Linked DNA regions of Sus scrofa: region 1 is linked to region 2. Evidence: chromatin contacts called from public HiChIP or PLAC-seq data. All regions are on one chromosome and are shown on one strand. The core of a region is the stretch at or near the end of the contact, and the rest is flanking DNA. Distances in the headings are between cores, read along the strand shown.

The links. HiChIP or PLAC-seq counts read pairs in DNA pulled down with a chosen protein or histone mark.
Region 1: a contact with region 2 is called in an H3K27ac HiChIP or PLAC-seq map of alveolar macrophages. The contact joins the promoter of BBOF1 here to the promoter of COQ6 in region 2. A contact is called at or near these places in 1 of 5 promoter capture datasets (liver), 4 of 47 Hi-C or Micro-C datasets (blood, fetal liver and heart right ventricle) and 1 of 2 datasets of contacts at active chromatin or transcription factors (alveolar macrophages).

What each region holds. Positions count from the first base shown.
Region 1 is chr7:97,314,734-97,319,900 of Sscrofa11.1, reverse strand. BBOF1 (basal body-orientation factor 1) reads right to left here and starts at 3,271. Exons shown (of 13, transcript XM_001929154.4): 1 at 3,078-3,271. The coding sequence starts at 3,133. It overlaps ENTPD5 (ectonucleoside triphosphate diphosphohydrolase 5), which reads left to right and starts at 3,323. Exons shown (of 18, transcript XM_021099509.1): 1 at 3,323-3,392.
Region 2 is chr7:97,254,853-97,260,260 of Sscrofa11.1, reverse strand. It overlaps COQ6 (ubiquinone biosynthesis monooxygenase COQ6, mitochondrial), which reads right to left and starts at 1,644. Exons shown (of 12, transcript XM_001929106.5): 1 at 1,422-1,644. The coding sequence starts at 1,587. It overlaps FAM161B (protein FAM161B), which reads left to right and starts at 1,586. Exons shown (of 10, transcript XM_021100078.1): 1 at 1,586-1,647; 2 at 1,699-1,951; 3 at 4,266-4,585; 4 at 5,336-5,408. The coding sequence starts at 1,586.

The sequences.
Region 1 (5,167 bases), core at 2,022-4,521, 58 kb before region 2:
AGCAAGGCCAGGGATCAAACCCGCAACCTCATGGTTCCCAGTAGGATTCATTAACCACTGCGCCACCACGAGAACTCCTTTTTTTGTTTTGTTTTGTTTTTCAGGCACTTTATTTGTCTTTTTAGGGCCACACCTACGGAATATGGAGGTTCTCAGGCTACGGGTCCAATTGGGGCTACAGCTGCCAGCCTACACCACAGCCACAGCAACTCAGGATCCAAACCGAGTCTGTGACCTACACCACAGCTCATGGCAACACCAGATCCTTAATCCACTGAGCGAGGCCAGGGACTGAACCTACAACCTCATGGTTACTAGTCAGGTTCATAAACCACTGAGCCACAACGGGAACTCCAAGAATTCATCTATATTTGAATTCTAGATATCTTCATACATATGTATGTGTGGACCTTTATACAGTCACTCTCCACTCCCCCAACTGCTGGTTCTTGATCTCTTTCCAGTCCCACCCTCATGCTGTGTTCTCATAAAATTAATTCTAGCCCCATCCCCAACCCCTCAACTGGTTACACTTGTTGACATCCCTCTCCACCAGGATTTAGGCATTCATGATAAGACTGTCTTGCTATAATTACCCAATTTCTCCCTGGATATATCAGGTCTAAGCTACCCAGTGTAATCTATGCAAGAAATTAAATAAGATTTGTCACAGGGAGAAACAAAACAGGGTTTCTCAAACTATGAGTCATGAAAAATTCAAGGAATAAGAGGTCTGTTACCCTGAATGTTTCTCATTGTTGATACATGCACCATAGACGCATGGTCAAAAATAGAAAACATATGCCGGTAAATTCCAGGAATGCAATAAGCCCTTGGCACTTTTTAAAAATGCTAGACTAAGTATGCAATTACGTAAGAAAAAAACTCACTGTAGAAGAATACTTATATTACTACACTGGGAGAAAATGCCACAAATAAATATGTATACTGGGCTATCATTTCACAGGGAAGAAAAAGAATATTCCAAAATTATAGTAGTGGTTATCCTTGGAAGATGGGATCACAGGTGATTTTTTATTTCTCCTTTGACTTTCTATGTTTCCTAAACTTTCTATAGTGAGCATGCATTCCTCCCATAAACAAGTTACTCCATAAACTTTACAAGGATTCCCTTGTGGTCCCATATATAGTGTTGTTGGACACCATGTATGACTCCAAGGCATCTAGGAATCACTAGGGTCATCCAATAGGTTTAGAGGCAATTTAGCAGCAACTCCAAACCTGCAAAGATTTAGTGCTAGAGCTATACTACCCATTTCAGAATTCTGATCAGTTTGGGGAAACGTGAATAATTACCCAGTTTAGTCAAATCCTTGGGTTTTCCTTTGAACCAAAAGGAATCCCTGAGAAAGCCCAAGGAGATCCTTCAGTCACCCAGAGATCCTTTTGATGTTCAAGATCATCTCAACCACAAAGAAACTGCTCAGGCCATAGGCAAAAAATAATGAACCCAGGAGTTCCCATCATGGCTCAGTGGTAATGAACCCGACTAGGATCCACAGGATGTGGGTTTGATCCCTGGCCTTGCTTGGTGGGCTAAGGATCCAGCATTGCCATAAGCTGCAGTGTAGGTCCAAGATTCCGCTGGAATCTTGCGTTGCTGTGGCGTAGGTAGGCAGCTGTAGCTCCAATTTGACCCCTAGCCTGGGAACTTACATATGCCCTGGGTGTGGCCCTAAAAAGCAAAAAATAAAAATAACAAGCCCAGAGCATCAGAGCACAGTTCTTGTGGATGAAAAAAGAAGATTCAAGTTAAAGCATACACAAGCAGACACCTTAATTTATTTAAGAAATAGTAAGCATCTGCCATGATCCAGACTCTCTGGTAGGTGCTGGATGTATGGCAAATAATGCTTACTGCCTATTCTCTGTGCTTAAAGCATTGAGCAGGGTTTCCCAACTGATTTTGTGTGTGTGTGTGTGTGTGTGTGAGAGAGAGAGAGAGGGGAGAGAGAGAGAGAGAGAGAGAGAGAGAGAGAGAGAGAGAGAGAGAGAGTGTCTTTTTGCTATTTCTTTGGGCCGCTCCCACGGCATATGGAGGTTCCCAGGCTAGGGGTCCAATCCCAGCTGTAGCCACTGGCCTATGCCACTGCCACAGCAACGCGGGATCTGAGCCGAGTCTGCAACCTACACCACAGCTCACGGCAACGCCGGATCGTTAATCCACTGAGCAAGGGCAGGAACCGAACCCGCAACCTCATGGTTCCTATTCGGATTCGTTAACCACTGCGCCACGACGGGAACTCCCCAAATGAAATTCTTCTAAGCCACATGATTGTTTCTTGCGAGGCTAGGAATTGTCCTGTGCCCTGTAGGGTATTTAGCAGCGTCCCCAGTCTCTTATCCACTAAATTTCCCCAGATGTGACAACCAAAAATGTCTCTAGATATTGACAAGTGTCCTCTGGGAGTCAAAATTGCCTCGCTGAGAACCATGGTCTCAGGTAGTGCTATCCAACAGAACTTTCTGTGATGACGGAAATGCTCTATATCTGGGCTGTCCAATACGGTCACCATAGCCACATGTGCTTACTGACTACTTGCAATGTGGCTAGTACAAAGGAGGATCTGAATTCTTAATATTATTTAATTCTAACTTATAATCATAGCCACACACGATCAATGACTACTCTATTGGACAGCACAGGTCTAGAGGATCTCCAATGTTCCAAGAAATGGTATCCTGACCTTCGCTTTCAGTGTCAGAACTCTTCTACCTCACAGTTCTTTTTTCCTCCAGCACTAATTTCACTGGGTCCAATGTTACTCCTGTTTTTTGGGAACTTATCTGCCTTCTCATTAGTGCATGACACATGGGCGGGTCTATTCCACATTACTTCAGGGTCTCAAATCCTGTCTTAGTTGAAACAGTATAGTTTGGCATGCGTTTTGGAAACTTCTGAGCAAGGGGAGCTGTCCCTCTCAGCAGCTGAGTGAGAGAGAGGAGCGTCCAGGAAGGTGGGGTGTGGGGTGGGGAAGGGCGCCAGTGGGCCTGCACCTACAAATCCCCGGAGGGTAGGTCCAGGGAGCAGGGCCCCCAGTGTGGCTTCTCCTTACTTCTTCTTCTTGTCTTTGCCCTGGCCCTTCTTTTTGTCCTTTCCCTTCGACGGCATCTTGGCTTCTCCAGGGGCTCTGTTGTCGTCGTTGCCTCTCTGCCGCCGCCCAGACCCGGCTTCGTCTCCAAGGACACCAGCACGCTGATGGGGTAAACTTCCGCGCGGGCCGTTGCCGGCGAACAGAGCGCACGCGCTCGTGACGTAGCCCCGACGCCGCCGCGCGGGGCCCAGTCCACGGGCCGGGCGCAGGGGGCGGGGCGGAGATCACGCAGAGGGCGGTGGGCGGCCGCGCCGGAGCGGCGCGCGCGCGCGCGCGGTGAGTGTGCGAACCTCGGAGTCGCCCAACCCAGCTCACGGTCCCAGCTGGTCCAGCGAGGAGGGCGGAGCGGGCGGTGGCAGGACGGCCGGGGCGTCCTCCCCTCTGGAGGCTGGCTTCCCGGCGGGTTCGGCCGCCGCGCAGCGGTGCTCAGAGCGTCGCCTCAGCCGAGTTTGCAGCGTTTGGCGTCTTGCCCTCATGCTGCAGCCAGCGTGGCCGCGGCCACCTCGCTCTCGTCCCTGCCCCGCCTCTCCCGAAGCTGCGTCTTCGGGACTCTTTTGGTTCCTTCTCTCTCTCCTGGCTTCTAACTCTTGCTAGTTCTGCAAGGGATGGTGCAGCCAGCGGGCTTCCCAGGCCAAACATTTTTTGGTGAGGCAGCTGAGGACTTTTCCGAGGGTGGTGGTTGGGCGTGAGGCGGGCCAGGGGCGTGGGCGTCGGGGAACCGGGCAAGGAGAGAAGTGCTGCCACCTGGGGTGGGAGAGGCTCCGGGGCCTGGAGGAGAGTCCTGGGGTCAGGCCCTCGGTCCCATTCTGTCCTGTCTTGGCAGACGCTGCCCGCCCAGAACCGGCCCGGGATTCCCATTGGCTAATAATCTCGTTTCTCCTCAGTGTCCTTTTTTTCCTGCAAGTTGTGTAAAGTTGAAAGCGCTTGCTTGCCTTTTTGTTTGTTTGTTTTTGGTTTAGTTTGATGTGTTCCCCTCTTCCCCCCAGCACGCCTGAAAAAGACTAAAACTCAAAAGTATTGTTCGCCTGTTTCAGAGGAGGAGCTCTATGATTATGCCTTCATTCATTGAGTTGGTCCTCGAGTCATTGAGGAGGATAGGGAATTATGGGTGCCAAGACAACAGTTAGGAAATTTGTGATTGAAGCTCTGCTGTGCCTAATCCTCCATTTAAAATTTTGTCGTGGGAGCACCCGCTGTAGCGCGCAACGGGATCAGCGGCATCTTGGGAGCTCCGGGACGAGAGTTCGATCCCCTGCCCGCACAATGGGTTAAGGATCTGGCGTTGCCGCAGTTGCCGCTTAGGTCGCCTCTGCTACCGGGATCTGATGCCTGAGAGTTCTATATGCGGCAAAATTTATTTATTTAGCTTTTTAGGGTCCCCGCCCCGCATGTGGACGTTCCCAAGGGGTTAAATCGGAGCTACAGCTGCCGGCCTATGCCACAGCGAAGGCAAGGCTGGATCCCTAATCTACTGAGCAAGGCCAGGGATCGAGCCCGCATCCTCATGGATCCTACTTGAGTTCTTAACTGCTGAGCCAGGAATGGAACTCCCAAATTTATTTTTTCATTGCACATCTTCCTTCTCCCTTTCTCTAGGGAGGGAGAACTTAATCCCTACACCCTTTCCAGAGTTCTCTGATGCACCCCCCTTTTTCCCCTCCCACTTGCTTCTGTTTCTCAATTCAGTGGTTATAGGGAACTTGCTAAGGTTAATAAGCACTGAAAATCTTTTTAGTCATACCATCTGCTGGCATGATAGTGGCTTGCTCTATTTCTGGTGCTTTCCCCCTCTGTTTGCGTGTCACTTTTCTGTGAGTCCAGGTGGGATCAGCATACATTGAAAGGGTTTATTCTGATATGGAATCTAGAAGTTACTATTGATTGTATATGTGTAAGGTTGAACAATACACGTTACTGACAGCTTGCAGAAAAAAAGAGGGTAGAGCATCTTCTATCAGAGGCCTTATATTTGGAATTCATTCTAAAAATTGGTTACTGGAGTTCCCGTCATGCCACAGTGGTTAACGAATCCAACTCGGAACCATGAGGTG
Region 2 (5,408 bases), core at 395-2,894:
ATAAACCTGAAAAGATATTCAACATCATTAGTCATTAGGGAAATGCAAATTAAAAGCAGGAGATAGCTGGAGGTCCCTTGTGGCAGAGCAGGTTAATTACCCAGCGTTGGCACTGCAGAGGCCCAGGTTTGATCCCTAGGAACTTCCATATGCTGCAGTGCTGGATGGATGGATGGATAGAGAAAGGAAGGAAGGAAGGAAGAAAACAAAACAAAACAATGAACAAAGGAAAGAACCAGGAGAGAGCACTTCACACTCCCTAGTATAACTAGTAACAAAAAGATACTAACATTGCTATCCAGGATGTGGAGAAATTATATTTGTCATATATTGTTGGGGGAAATGTATTTTACATGGGCAGCCACTTTGGAACACTGGCTGTTCTTCAAAAGGTTAAACAGAGTTTACTGTGACCTAGCAAATCCACTCCTAGGAATAGGAGTGTACACAAAAGCTTATACACAAAATGATAGTAGCATTACTTGCTATCGTCCAAAACTGATGAATGAATAAATGTGCTATATCCACACAAAATATTAAGCTTGTAAAAAGGAATGAAGCACAAGCTACAACCTGCGTGAAAATCAAAAACATTAAGTAGATTCCATGTATATGGAAATGTCCCAAAAAAGCAAATATATAGAGGCGGAAAGTACACGAGCAGTTACCTAGGGGGGACGTGGACAGTGACCATTAAGGAGTTTGGATTCCTTTTGGAGATGATAAAAATACTTTAAAATTTATTGTGGCGATGGCTGCACAATTCTGTGAATATACTAAAAATCATCAAATTCTATGCTTTAAATGATAGTGTACAAATCATATCTCAATGAAGCTATTTATTTATTTATTTTTGACTTTTTAGGGCCGCACCCACGGCATATGGAGGTTCTCGGGCTAGGGGTATAGTTGGAGCTGTCGCTGCCGGCTCACACCACAGCCACAGCAATGTAGATCCCACAGGAGTCTGCAACCTAGACCACCGCTCAGGGCAACGCTGGATCCTTAACCCACTGAGTGAGGCCAAGGATGAAACCTGCATCTTCCTCACTAGTCAGATTCATTTCCACTGAGCCACCACGGGAACGCCTCAGTGAAGCTGTTTAAAAACCAACACAAACCAGCCTAGCTCAATAGGCAATGCCTGCTTCCTTTCAACGGTGTCCAGAACTAAAAAACCCTGGGCAAGTCTGTTTCCCCACGCCTTGGAAGAACTCCTACTGTTCCCTCCCACTTTTGACCCTTTGACATCCTGAAGGAACAAACGCTTGCCCCAAGGCCTTGGGGCTCCTCTGGGCAGGGAATGGACCACAAGATACATAACTCTCAGACTCTGGGCAAACAGTGCCAGGGTTCCCACGGTTCTCACCGTTCCTCCCGGGCCCCACTCCCCGCCACTACCGGTCTGGAGATGCGCTTACCCAAGGCACAGGCCATAGCGGCGCCCACCATGCCTCCACCCGACACCACAACATCATACACGGTGTCAGCCGTGGCGCCGGCCCACCTCCGACAGGAAACTAGCGGGCCTCTCTGGGCAGCAGAAAGAGCAGTCCCCGATCGGCTGCCAGCCAGCCGGGCAGCCATGGTGCTGACTTGCGCCGTATTTGGCGCCCCGCTAGGCCCGCCTCCGGGAGCACTTCCGGAGCAGAGCCCTCCAGTCACTAGCTGCTTTAACCTCCACCTCTAAACCGGAAGTAGAACTTACCTAGAGAATAAGCCAATCAGAAGACGAATCTTGCCTGCCGAGGAAAGGGACCATTTCGTGTATCTGCCTGGAAGCCAATCAGCGGCCCAAGCGAGAAAGGGGCGGAACCTGACCTGCGTAGCTAGGGCAGCTACAGCAGCTGTCACGCCACTGTCTCTTCCACGCTTCTGTCTCTGCCCAGCTGAGGAGATGACCGTGGGGAGCTCCTCGGGAAGCTCCTGCGGCGCTCAGTGGAGTCCTCAGGTGAGGAAAGAAAAAGAAAGGGAGCGATCATGTCTGCTAACTGGAAAGGAATCCCTAAGAGAGGAAACTGTTTGACGTTGCCTTGGAGACCGTCGACAGGGGCGTGTCACAGGGGCGTGGGATTAAAACTGACCGAGTTTAGGCAAGCGGAGACCAGACTCAGCAATGGGACTCCAATGCTTGAGCTTTCTGACAAGCTATTCATAGAGCCATAGCAATGGCCTTTAGTTTTTCCTTTTCCTCTCAACCATCCCAGGACTAAAAGCACGATTCTTGTCTCCATTTCATAGAAGAAAAAGCTGAGGCACAGAGAGATTAAGAAATTTGCCCCCATGGAGTTCCCGTCGTGGCTCAGTGGTTAAAGAATCCGAGTAGGAACCTTGAGGTTGTGAGTTCGATCCCTGGCTCCGCTCAGCGGGTTAAGAATCCGGCGTTGCCGTGAGCTGTGGTGTAGGTCGCAGACACGGCTCGGATCTGGCGTTGCTGTGGCTCTGGCGTAGGCCTGCAGCTATAGCTCCGATTCGACCCCTAGCCTGGGAACCACCATATGCGGCGGGTGCGGCCCTAAAAAGGACAAAAAGACAAAACAAAACAAAAAACCAGAAATTTGCCTCCCAAATCCACAGAGACAGAAAGTAAACTGGTGGTTGCTTAGGGCTTGAGGCTTGGAGGAGGGTTAGAGAAGATAGGGAGTGACAACAAAATGGAATGGGGTCCTTTGGGAGGATGATTTAAATGATCTGAAACTGATTGTGGTGATGGTTGTGCAACTCTGAATATATTGAAACCCACTGAACTGTTCACTTTGAGTGATTTGTATCAATTATATGGTAACGAAATTGACAACACTAACCCGCCTGAACCCAGCCAAAACCCAGATTGGGACTTGAACCCAGGTGCCAGGACCCGACCCAACCTAAAGCCAGATTGAGACTTAAACCCACGGTTTTAAATTCGAGTTACCCTGTGTTTGGACTCACCAAGGCTCAGGTTCTTTATGCCTCTGCGCAGAAGGAATTCAGCGAAAGACAAAGCGACAGACAAGGAACAGATTTACTAGGATAGGACTCTTGTAAGAGGTACAAGTGAGCAGGCAAGGAAGCCCTGCGGAGGGTCTAATCTTCGGGGCCGCAATTTTATCATCCGAGGGGAGTGGGGGTTGGAAAGGCCCGCCTCTTCCTCTCCGGGAATAGAGCTCCTCCTTAGTATCCTGTAAGGAGTGTATTCAAATCAGCTGAAGGGTGGCCTTCAAACTCTTCCCCTGGGTCTGAATCTGAATGCAGGACTTATCCCATCTCCCACCCAATGACCTGGGGGCGATTCTCACACCTCCACTGGTTAAGCAAGCCTGCTTTGTTTTGAACTTACAGTGGTCTCCCAACATCTCCCAGGTTTTCCTCTTTATCTATCTATTGGGACTTCCACAACCACCTGTGTCTACTCTAGCCCTATCAGTCTGAGTGAATTATATCCAAAAAATCGTTTTTATTTTTTTATTTTTATTTATTTATTTTTTTGTTTTTTTGCATTTTCTAGGGCCGCACCCGCGGCATATGGAGGTTCCCAGGCTAGGGGTCAAACCAGAGCTGTAGCCGCTGGCCTACACCAGAGCCACAGCAACTCAGGATCCGAGCTGCGTATGCAACCCACACCACAGCTCATGGCAACACCAGATCCCTAACCCACTGAGCAAGGCCAGGGATCGAACCCACAGCCTCATGGTTCCCAGTCGAATTCATTAACCACCTTGCCATGACGGGAAACTCCTCGTTTTGTTTTTAAAAGAAATTTTCCTAAAATTCACATGCTTTTCAGTAGCAGAGTGAGAGCTAGAGCACATACCTACCTTTGAATCCAGAGTCAGAATTCCCTTCAACCAAGCACACCCCATATACCAATACGTGAAATTTCTTTAAAGCAAGGAACACATTTATTTTTTTATTAAAGTACAGTTGATTTACAGTGTTGTGCTAATTTCTGCTGTACAGCAAAGTAACCCAGTCATTCATATATATATATTCCTTTTCTTATATTACCCTCCATCACAGTCCATCCCAAGAGACTGGATATAGTTCCCTGTGCTGTACAGTCGGACCTCAGTGCTTATCCATCCTAACTGTAATAGTTTGCATCCACGAACCCCCAACTCTCAGTCCATCCCTCTCCCTTTCTGTCCCCCCTCCCTCTTGTCACAAGTCTGAGGAACACATTTTTCTTTACTCCTCTTCAGCTTTAATATATAGAGGCTTATTTAAAGTGAAATTAAAATAGTTATGTTTTGAAATTATAGTTTGTCTATTCTATTTCATTTTAGATGTTTCCCCCCAAATCCTCCTCAGACACAGAGACAGAAGAGCAGCCGCCTGGGGATGGGCTGGTTTTGCCCAGAGCTGGCAGGCTCAGTGAGTTCCTCAGCCCAGAGGAGGAGACAGATTCTACTTCTGATTCAACGGGGAGCTTTTATGAGACCCTGCAAGCGCTGAGGCAGAAAGGCAGGTGGTGCCTGTTGGAATCCCTTTATCCCTCTGACCCAGACAGTGATGGGAGCCTCTCTGAAGATGACGAGGACCTGGACAGTTTCTTCCAAGACAAAGGCAGGGGGAAGCCACAGGTGCACCACCCCTCATCTCCAAGGTAAGGCCCTGCAGTTCAATAGCTGCCTCAATGCCTGGCACTGGCCAGGTCACAGCATGACTCAACCTCACCTTCCTCAGTAAAACACAGACCCCTTCTGCACGTTGCCAGACCACAGGCTCCAGTTCAGAATCAGCCAAACATGTTCTGACTCCTACCCAGCAGTCCTAAATCTTTGGGTAACCGTTAGTTACCTGAAGCTCCAGAACTGCTTAAAGACATGCCTTTCCCCACTATACTACCTCCCTGGGAATGGCAGCAAGGTCCATTGATACTGACCAAGCCCTGCTGGGCGCACGTGTACTTTATCTCATTTAATATTTATTTTCTCCTCCAAGTAACCCTCTGAGTAAATATGTTTGCCACTCTACAGGTGAGGAAATTGAGGTTCCAAGAAGACTTTGCTTAAAGTCACAGCTGGGAATTGTTTGAAGTAAGATTTGAACCTTGCCTGACTCTAAAGCCCTCCTCTGCTCCATGGCACTCTTCTCTGTCATATGGAAATATGAGAGTGCCAAGTGGCAATACCTAGATCAATTCTTCATCCTACTAGGGCTGCTAGGATGGCCTCTAGGGAGGAACGAGGCCACTTGAGAGGGGGGCAGGCCTGGAGTCCTGTGGGGCTGTGATGGGAGGCTGAGTAGCTGAGTAACGGACTCGCTGGCAGGGAAGGGCAGGGAGGAGGACCTGTGAGGAACCAGCCTCCAGGCTGCCCTGTCCTCCACACACAGAGCTGCTTTCTCCCCACAGGTGCGGCTCCAGAAGACGCTGCCACTCCCTGAGCCACCTGCCCAGTGACACCCCCACGGCTCAGCCACCCTCT